Regions from separate parts of the Anas platyrhynchos genome. Here region 1 is linked to region 2. The links are chromatin contacts, called in public Hi-C maps. All regions are on one chromosome and are shown on one strand. The core of a region is the stretch at or near the end of the contact, and the rest is flanking DNA. Distances in the headings are between cores, read along the strand shown.

What was found. Hi-C and Micro-C count contacts between places; a contact is called where the count stands out from the background.
Region 1: a contact with region 2 is called in a Hi-C map of small yellow follicle, with 2.6 times the contacts expected there. The contact joins the enhancer-like site here to the promoter of QKI in region 2. A contact is called at or near these places in 2 of 8 Hi-C or Micro-C datasets (liver and small yellow follicle).

The regions. Positions count from the first base shown.
Region 1 is chr3:49,199,703-49,204,119 of IASCAAS_PekinDuck_T2T, forward strand. All of the region lies in intron 4 of PACRG (parkin coregulated), which reads right to left. All of the region lies in intron 2 of LOC106018737 (a long non-coding RNA gene), which reads left to right. Among named protein-coding and RNA genes, the nearest start is that of QKI, 110 kb to the left of the region's middle. Within about 2 kb of position 1,854, at least 3 of the 8 cell types and tissues checked have an H3K27ac peak or open chromatin away from gene starts, as enhancers often do. A contact at or near this core is called in small yellow follicle, where this site is marked.
Region 2 is chr3:49,094,073-49,098,840 of IASCAAS_PekinDuck_T2T, forward strand. QKI (QKI, KH domain containing RNA binding) reads right to left here and starts at 1,481. Exons shown (of 26, transcript XM_072035867.1): 1 at 586-1,481. The coding sequence starts at 727.

The DNA.
Region 1 (4,417 bases), core at 604-3,103, 110 kb after region 2:
AGCAGCCTCTAGTCACTGATTACATCAGATTATTTGCTATTGTTTTGATTGACTCTCCTTGGCATCTTCTGATCTACTGTTTATTCCAGTCTTTTTTATTTTTTTTGTTTCATCTCACATTCTCCTATATGGATTTTTCTCTTGCCTTTTTTTTTTTCTTTGAATGAAATATTATGTGAAAATACTTAAATTCAAAGTAAAGCTTTGTACCTTTGGCTTCATGGGCAATGTATTTCTCCACTGCAAAGATGCTAGTACTTACTTATGGAGTATCAAAAAGTGCAGTGAGAGAAAGAGTATTTGTATTGATTTTGTCATGTTAGAAAAAAATGTTGAAAAATTGCCAGAGGTACAGCAAAGAATCCCAAGGCATGAAGGCCTAAGAAAACACCATACAATATGAAACTTCAGGAGTTCAACATGTTTTATCTGTTTAGAAAGAAAACTGAGAAGTATGCATTACAGTGCATAAATATCTTTGTGGGAAGGAAATATAATCTACTAAAGAGCTCTTTGATCTTACAAAGAGGGATGTCACTAGAACAAGATGCTAAGCACCAAATTCAAATTGCAAACTCATGCAATTTCAACAGTAAGAATATCTGATCTCTACAGCCAAGCAGGCTTCAAATATGGCATGGATGCCTTTGTTGAAGCAAAAATTCAGCCAACATTTGAGCTTTCTCATTTTCAATAAGAAATGCATTTTATTCAAACACAAGTTAGCCTACAAGACAGCTGATGGTTTGCTTATCTCTTTGGCTTTGAAATCTATGAATCTTATCATATTCAGCAACTCACTGTCATCATTTCTACCAAACTTGCCTGTATGATCTTCTCCTGATTGCATAGTTAGTAACAGAAGAGTCTTTTGAAATACTGAATTAAAATATCAGTAACTCTTCTGAAATCTCAAAACCTATTTCCAAATTTGTGGCATAGTAGAAAGATTATCTACTTTATATTGCTTAGTAACTATAGAACTTACAAAGACTTATTAGTTTATAAAGTTTGTTGCTTTTTAAGGTTTTGGGGTCTAGGACTATTCAACTGTTAGCAAAGTGATCTTTTATTTCACCTCATATGCACAATTACAAATTTTGTTGTGCAATTCAACAAAACTGAGAGCTATTGATCAAGATGTTTTCTGGCTGTTTGGTGCATCTCTCCCACATCAAACAAACAACAAAACCAACCAACCAAAAATCAGTCTACAGCTGTTCTAATTTACAACCAGGGCTGAAGCATAGGCCAAACACTGCTCGAGTACTGCCCATACTGTTTAATTGTTAGCATGCATCCAGGCACAAATCCTGAGCCACTAGACAACCAGATCTGGATACTTTATCTGCTAATATGGATATAAGCATAGAATATAAGGCTATAAGTTAATTCTTCCCCCTAAGAACTGGCTTAAAAAGTCTACTGGATCTATCTAGTCCTACCTTAAAGACTATAGTGAAGTTTTTAACATGATACGTAAATTGTTCAAGGACATAACAATTACACTTGCAACCAGAGCTTAATGCAAAGCTTTAAGCTAACACCTTTTATCTTTGGAAACAGTAGTATTTTTCTGTTGGCAAAATTAAGATCTATTAAGAGTTGCTATATATATATTTTAAAGTTTTGGTCATGAGTAGCTATCTTTGTCAGATGATTAAGTTTTCATTCAACAACTTGCATAGTATACAAATGACTGAACTGAAGCCTCTAAGCTTCAAGTTTGAGAGCATCTTTTCTCATCCTAGAACACTCCAAAATCTTTCCAATACTTCACATTCTTCTTGAAGTGTGAATATCAGATTTGAGCACAGCACAGTCACAACACTTTATAGTGGTATGTGCACAGACATCATCTATTTCTACTTGATAGTCTTCTTGTAAACATTGTATTATCTCATTTAACCGTAACACTGTACTACGAATTCCTGTTCAGGCAGTTATCTTCAATGACCTTGTGTTCTTTACAAGTCACTGTTTTCAAAGACAATCTCTGTTATGTAGTAAGTACAAAGTGTATACTTGGTTTCTGGGTTTACTATTTTGCACCTAGCTACCTTAAAACAAATGTATTTCCCTATGATCTGTTGATTAGGGTAATTTTGACTAACATTACCAGACAATGTGATCACCAAAGGTTTTATAACACTACTTGTATCATCAGTCTAAACATTGACTAAAATCTAGCCAGGAATTGATTCCCTGAGAGATCCTTCTGTTTGTATCTTGCCACACATATCTGCATTTTGACATATAACAGTGACCAGTCCTTAATACTTCTAGTATATGTCTGATTTATTCCACATACTGTGCTTTTAACCTAAATGCCGTATATTGCTAAAACAAATTAATTGAAAGATCCATATGTAATATGTTAATATGCCTCATTAAATAGCCTGTTCACAATGGAAATGCTGTGGATATTTAACACCAGCTTAGCAGTTTTAAATTAATTGGGACAGTTTCACTTTCCTGTTTATTTCATTTCATATTTGTCAAAATAATATCCCCATGGAATTAGATATTATACATAGTAATTAGCATTACTGTGGATATGCTAGTTGTAAATTCATAGTTACAGCTGTATTGTAGATGTGCTTAAAATTAATTCTGTTGATTTTGATTTTTTGTTATATGTATTCTGTCCAAACTCAGTCAATTATTATTGGACTGAATATTTGTGAATGTTTTCTGCAATTCAGATGAAAGATTCATAATTAGATGTGTTATTAAATGTCTGAATAATATAACAGTGACATCATGTTTCTTTGGGTTTCTCTAGTTTTAAACTCTTAAAAATAAATGCGTTACTTTCAATATATGTAAGCATTCACTTAAAATCTCTAGGATAGGCTGTGTGTTTAATTAATGGTGTAAGGTATTTCTACACTTTTTATCTGTATTTTTCTCCTCACTTTAAAACATGTGAGAAGACTTACAGATTTACACATCCTGCATTTGCAGCCAAAGCCCATGCTATACCTTTATTCCCACTAGGTTCACATGTTCCAGTCCCCTTTGCTACTTCTCTTGCTCACTTGCCCTTAGTCTGGTCCCCAGTTCTTAAAGGTGTCGTATGCTAGGAGATGCATAGAGTGATACATATACACACCTGTATATATATCACAACAAGCGTTCTTCTGTAAATTTGGATTTCTTACTTGAACTTATACATGCTAATATAAGAATGACTTTTTTGTTAAAAGTTATTGATAGCTAAGTTGGTGAACAGACCATAGCTCAGGATGCTCTGTTTTTTTTAATGCTTGCGTTTAGAAATTGATAGAAGCTGCCTCAGCCACATATTAACGCATCTTCTGTAGTTGTAGCAATCATAAAATAAACTAGAATGTAAATTTGGTCATTGATTCTTCCTTTTGCCTAATGTTTGCAGTAGAATTCAAAGGATGGAGAGATGATCCTACTCTCTAGTGGCTGAAGTTCAATAAAAATGTAATAAAACACTGTTATAGCAAACTTTTCATAGTGAAATTTCTCGTAAAGTCTCATTTTATTCAATATGTTCTAATACAGCCAAGGTAATGTTGGAGAGAATTAAGCTCTCATAGTATTAAAGGATTGTAAGAGTACACCATATTTGTTACATTTTAATTTAAATGAAGACATCATCTTCTATTTTGTACTGATTTAAGCATATACACTTGAAACATATCATCCTTAAATCAATAATGAACAGCATGTGATCACCTACACTTGTATTCTGATAAATTCATCTGCATTGTGTGTGTGGAATGGAAATTAAGAGAATGTGTTGTGACATACTGAGCTGATGGAATGATGTTTTTATTTGATAGCGCACCATTCCTTTCAGTGCAAGATTTTGATAATTTTCTTGAGTGACCAGGGAGCCCTGAAGGTATATCAGCTAACACGGAGTTTTAAACCTGTAATTCAGCAGGTAGAACTGGTTTTCCAGCTCTGGGAGCCAAATCAAAACATCTCAGTTTCTCTAATAGCTTTTCAAAGTAGTTTCTTGATAGTAGTAGAATACTGTTGTCCAAGTCTTGTGTTTGCAACATTTTTTAACACAGAACATAGCTCTGCAATAGGTAAGCAAATTTAAGCTCCAAAAATATTTATTGTCCTCTATAATGTCATAATTTTCACATACATATACTCTTCAGTTGCCTGTCATGTTAACAAGTGTTAGAAAATTCTTTATAGAAGGCAGTAAATCCATTCTCTACCCACATTTTGTTCACGTGAAAATGTGGAGTTTTTTTCCCCAAACATTCTTCTTTCAATAACAAAAAATAAATAACTAAAGACAATAAAATAATTGCAGAAGGCCAGATCCTAACAATAGCAAATGTCAACCGTATGCCTCACATACAAGATTTGGCAAAGAGACTTGTAGAGAGAAAACTGAGTTTCAACGAAGTAAACAGCAAAC
Region 2 (4,768 bases), core at 231-2,730:
AAGGCAGAGCCCTATTTCGCCACGGCAGGTCGGGAGGGAGGGAGGGAGGCCCTGCGGGACACGGGGCGAGCCCGCACAGCCCCCACCCCCCGGCCCCACAGCGCAGGGGCCTGGCCGGGCCGGGGGGGCCCCGAGAGGCAGCGGCCGTCCCACGGAGCAGCCCCGGCGGGGGAAGTTCCCGTACCCGGGGAGGGGATCCAGCTACAACTACTGCTCGGCCGCCCGGGGTGGGGTGGCGCTGGGGACGGGACGGGGTGGGGAGGGGGGGGAAGGGAAGGGGGCCTGGGAGCCTTCCTCCTCCTCCTCCTCCTCCTCCTCCTCCCCCCCCCGTGCATTCCTCAGCGCCTCTCCTCGCTCCCTCCCCTCCACGCGGCGGGCACCCTTCCCCGGGCGGGAGGCCGGAGAAAAAAAATATTAAAAAAATAGAAATTCAAAAAAATAATACTCATAAATGAAGGGTGTTTTTGTCGAGGCACAGCCGCGGGGAGCGCCGCGGGCGGGCAGCGCCGCACTTCCCCTTTGTGTGGGGCTGGCAGCGAGCGGGGCGGCGGCGGGGGGCGCGGGGCGGCGGGGGCCGGGCTTTACCTTCGTCCAGCAGCCGCTCGAGGTGGTTGAAGATCCCGCAGAAGTTGGGCAGGCTGCTCATCAGCTTCTTGTCGTTCATCAGCTGCATCAGGTAATCGGGGCTCGGCTTGGGCTTCTCCTTGGTTTCCATTTCCCCAACCATATTCCACGGCGCAGGGCGGGCGCCCGCAGCAGCTCCGCCGAGCGAGGCGGCGGCAGCGGCGGCGGCGGCACCGGCACGGGGCGCCCGGCGGGGAGCGGGCGGGCCGGCAGGGAGCGCGGGGGAGGGGAGGGAGGGGAGGGGAGGGGAGGGGGCGGGCAGGGGAGCTCCCGCGAGGAAGGAGGAGGAGGAGGAGGAGGAGGACGGCTCGGCGCCGGGGGCCGAGGCTCAGCCGCCGCCGCGAGGGGAGAGCCGAGAGAAAAAGAGGAAACTCGCGGGCAGGGCAGCCCCGGCCGCGGGGCCCCGCCGCCGCCGCCTCCTGCCGCTGCTGCCGCCGCCGCTCCCTGCGCCCTCGGCCGGCGCGGCCCGGGCTGCGTCCCCCCCTCCGCCTCCTCCTCCTCCTCCTCCTCCTCCCGCTGCTGCTGCTGCCGCTGCCGCTCCGCCCGGCTCCGCTCCTCGGCGCTGCCCCCCGGCTCCGCGGCGGGGGAGGGCGGGCGGAGGGAGGGAGGGGACGAGCGGGGCGGGCTGCCGCGGCCGCCGCTTCCCGGGAGCAGCCGCCGGGGTCTCTCCGCCGCTGCCGCCGCCGCCGCCGGGCGAGTCCTCTTGGTCGTCGTCCTCCTCCTCCCCGCCGCCGCCGCCGCCTGTGGCTGGTGCGCGTCAGCCCCGCCGCCGCCTCCTCACTTCTCCCCAGTTCGCTCCCGAGTTCGCTTCAGTTCAGGCTGCGCTGGCAGCGGCGGCAGCGGGCGGGGAGCGGAGCGGAGCGGGGCGGAGGGGGCGGGGCCACGGGGGGTGGGCGGGGCCACCGCGGGGAGGGGGGGCGTGGCCGCGGCGGCCGTTAGGCGGCGGCAGCGCCGCTTGGCGGAGCCAACCGCTGGGCGGCCGGGGCGGGGGCTGGGCTCCCCCGCGCGGCCACGCCCCCTCTCGGGGCCGCGCGCGCCCCTCCGCTAAACAAAGTCTCGGCGCGGCGGGGCGCGCTCCGCGGGGTCACGTGCGCGGCGCCCGGAGGGGAGGGGAGGGGAGGGGAGGGGGGGAGAGGGGCGGGGAGAGCCCCCGGCAGGCGCGCGTGCGCCCGGCGCTGTGTGTGTGTGTGGTGGGGGGGAGTGGGTGCGCCGCGCATGCGCCGCCGCCCCGTAACCCTTAAAGCGGCCGCGCGGCGCCAGCGGGAGCGGCGCGGGGTTCAGGTACCGCGCGGGGGGGGGGGGGGAGGCGGCCGTTTAACGGACATCGCGCGCGGGCGGTGCGGCCGTTGGGCCGCTGCTCGGGCTGTGGGGGTGAAGCCGACCTCGGGGCGCTGGGATGGGAATAGGATGAGATGGGGAGGCGGTGCCCGGAGGCGTTGGGGGCTCTCGGGCAGGCAGGGTGCGAGGCTGTGCCGGGTGCCGTCGAGCTCCGCTGGTCAGGGCAGGGCGTGCGGAGGGCACGAAGCGGCTGCGGTGCCTCGGATGGCTGCGTTCCTCCCGCTGCCGGCTGGATCCCTCTCGTAAACTCTTTATTTGGACGAGATAACGTGTTTAATTTCAGGGTTTGGTTTCCGTAAGTAAAATTTAATGGTTTACGTGAGATAAGTCGTGTTTGCTGCATCCATCGCCTTTTTTTAAAACTACTCGGAAAAAAAAAAAAAATCAAAAAGCATACCAATGTTACAAACATGTTCATTTTTATATTATTTTTTTTTACCATAGATTGTTATTCCCTCAATAGCATGCCCAAAGCACGCTGCAGCATGGCTACAGACGATGAAGCAATGCCATTCCTATTTAATAACAATATTATATTTCCTCAATTCATTTTCTTGTTTTAAAATGGTGATACACAAAAGCACACCTCCCATGCCTACCCAAACTGTCATCTTTTTTTGTTTGTCATCAATCAGTCTGGAAGTTGTTGCATTTTTTTGTAGCCTTTTATCGGCTTATTTTTGACCAGTGACTGAAAGCTCTTAAACACGGAGAAAACATGTTACTGAGTCCTTCAATTTGATTAAGGACATCAGTCAGACAGCAGGCTTTCGTCTTAAAATTAGATGAACTTAGATAATGTCAGAATAATTGTTCTGGACTGCCAATTCTCACAGTAAAAATAGCATATGGAGACTTTTTCCAGCAGATTTGGTGCAGCTGTTCCCATACCGCTTCATTATAGCCTCCTGCACATAAAGTGCTTCCACTGCTTGGATACAAGCAGATAAAGCAAGCACACGATACAAGGTAAGAAAATACCAGCACAAGTCACTGTGCAGTAACTACCAATTGACCTACCAGCTAATGAGAACAGTATAGCTTATGGTAAGCTATTTTGCATTTATGTACTGGAGAATAGGATGTTGGATACCAGCAGCACTGGCAATATTGCATTCACGCGTTGCAGTGCAGGATTCGAGCTCTGTTTTGCCGTGTGTTAATCTGAATTGTTTACCTAGCCTGGAAATTACAAAAACTGAGGTAAAACGACGTGTCGAGGCTGCCTGTGTAATTAAGCATAAACTACCTAGGAAAAAATCTCATCCTTCATTTTTCCACGGATACTTCAAGTCTGAACTTAAAGCACTGGAAAGATGCCACTGGAAAAGCTGAATGCTGTGACAACATGTAGATAAATCACTGTTAGTTTTAAATAAATAAAAAAAATTACAAAGACTTCTTTCTTCATCAAATACATCATAAAATCAACAAAAAACCTACCTAAAAAACTCCTCTGCATGCCTGGTGCTCTTCTCTCTTCCTTCACTTTCCCACACTTCCATGTCCCAGGAAAGGGGGCCTTAAGAGCGCGTAGGAGATGAAAGTTGGATTGTTTCTGGCTAAGGAGCTGTGAGAAGGTGTAGCTCCCATCAAGACTGGCAACAGGAAGTAGAAATTCCCTTGCACTGCATTGAACTTTGGAGTTTTCCCATGGAGGAAAAAACAGGGGAGGGGATTTTGTTGTTGTTTTGGTTTGTTTATTTCAAGGTAAATGGGTCCTGTGGCCACAGATGGTTCTTGAGGTAACTACCTAACACCTTAACTTTGGTCTGAACACCAGCAGAAGTCCTTATCTCTAACTCCTGTGTCTTTATCTAGGTAGCCCTTCTCGTATCTCATAAACTGTAGTATTCTCCAACAGGTTGTTTGTTTTTTTTAAATGTGAAGTTTTATTGCATTTATCTAATCTTGAAATAAGAAAAAATATGATAATGCCAGCAGCAGGCTCTGTACATGGCAGTTAAGGCCTTGCGCTGATCATAAAAAGCAAATTCAATTACTGCTATAATGTTCATATCTGATAGCAGCTGGGGAAAAAGGAGACCTGAAGGCTGATGGCTACTGAGAAACATTCTTTTAGTTAAAGCATTCACAATTGCTTCCAGCATTTCTGTTGACTTGCTCATAGGCGCGTACACCTGGATGTCACCAGCCTTCTGAAACCGCCTACAACAGGAGGGTAACAGTGTGCCGTACCACCCTTCTTTAGGGAAAGAAGAGACTATTCACTTACCCATTTACCTGAGGAAAAATACTGCTTCAGGACTGTTTGTGATTCACGCGTGGTGGACAAGACTGTAGGTGCTGTAACTGTGATGCAGCAGACATGGCCAGTAGATAAACACCTGAAATTAATTCATCTCTAGAAGGTGTTAACACATGAACATGGCACGGTCTAGATTCAGACCAAAAACTTTCAAAAGCATCAACAGTATTTGAATTCTGTGATGCCTGATAACTCCTTAAAACCTGTTTCCTTTGACATTAAGCCAAATTGACAGCTAACTTTCCAGCAGAAATCATACTACAGCTTCAAAGCAATAAGTAGAAGGCATAGTATTCATAGCCAAATAAAAAAAAAGGAAAGTATTTAAAGAAAAAAGGTTGTTCCAATGACCACCTCAGGTTCTTTAAATACTAATGCTAAGTCTTACCTGTCTACTCTGTATGCCAGGTGTATCCTGTCTGTATAATTGGATGCTTCATTCCAGCTTGAATGTTTTCCTGACACAGCAGTGAGTTGAAAAGAAGTCTTGCCTTTAAATCCTAGGATAGACTTCAACCATTAAACATCATCAGATCA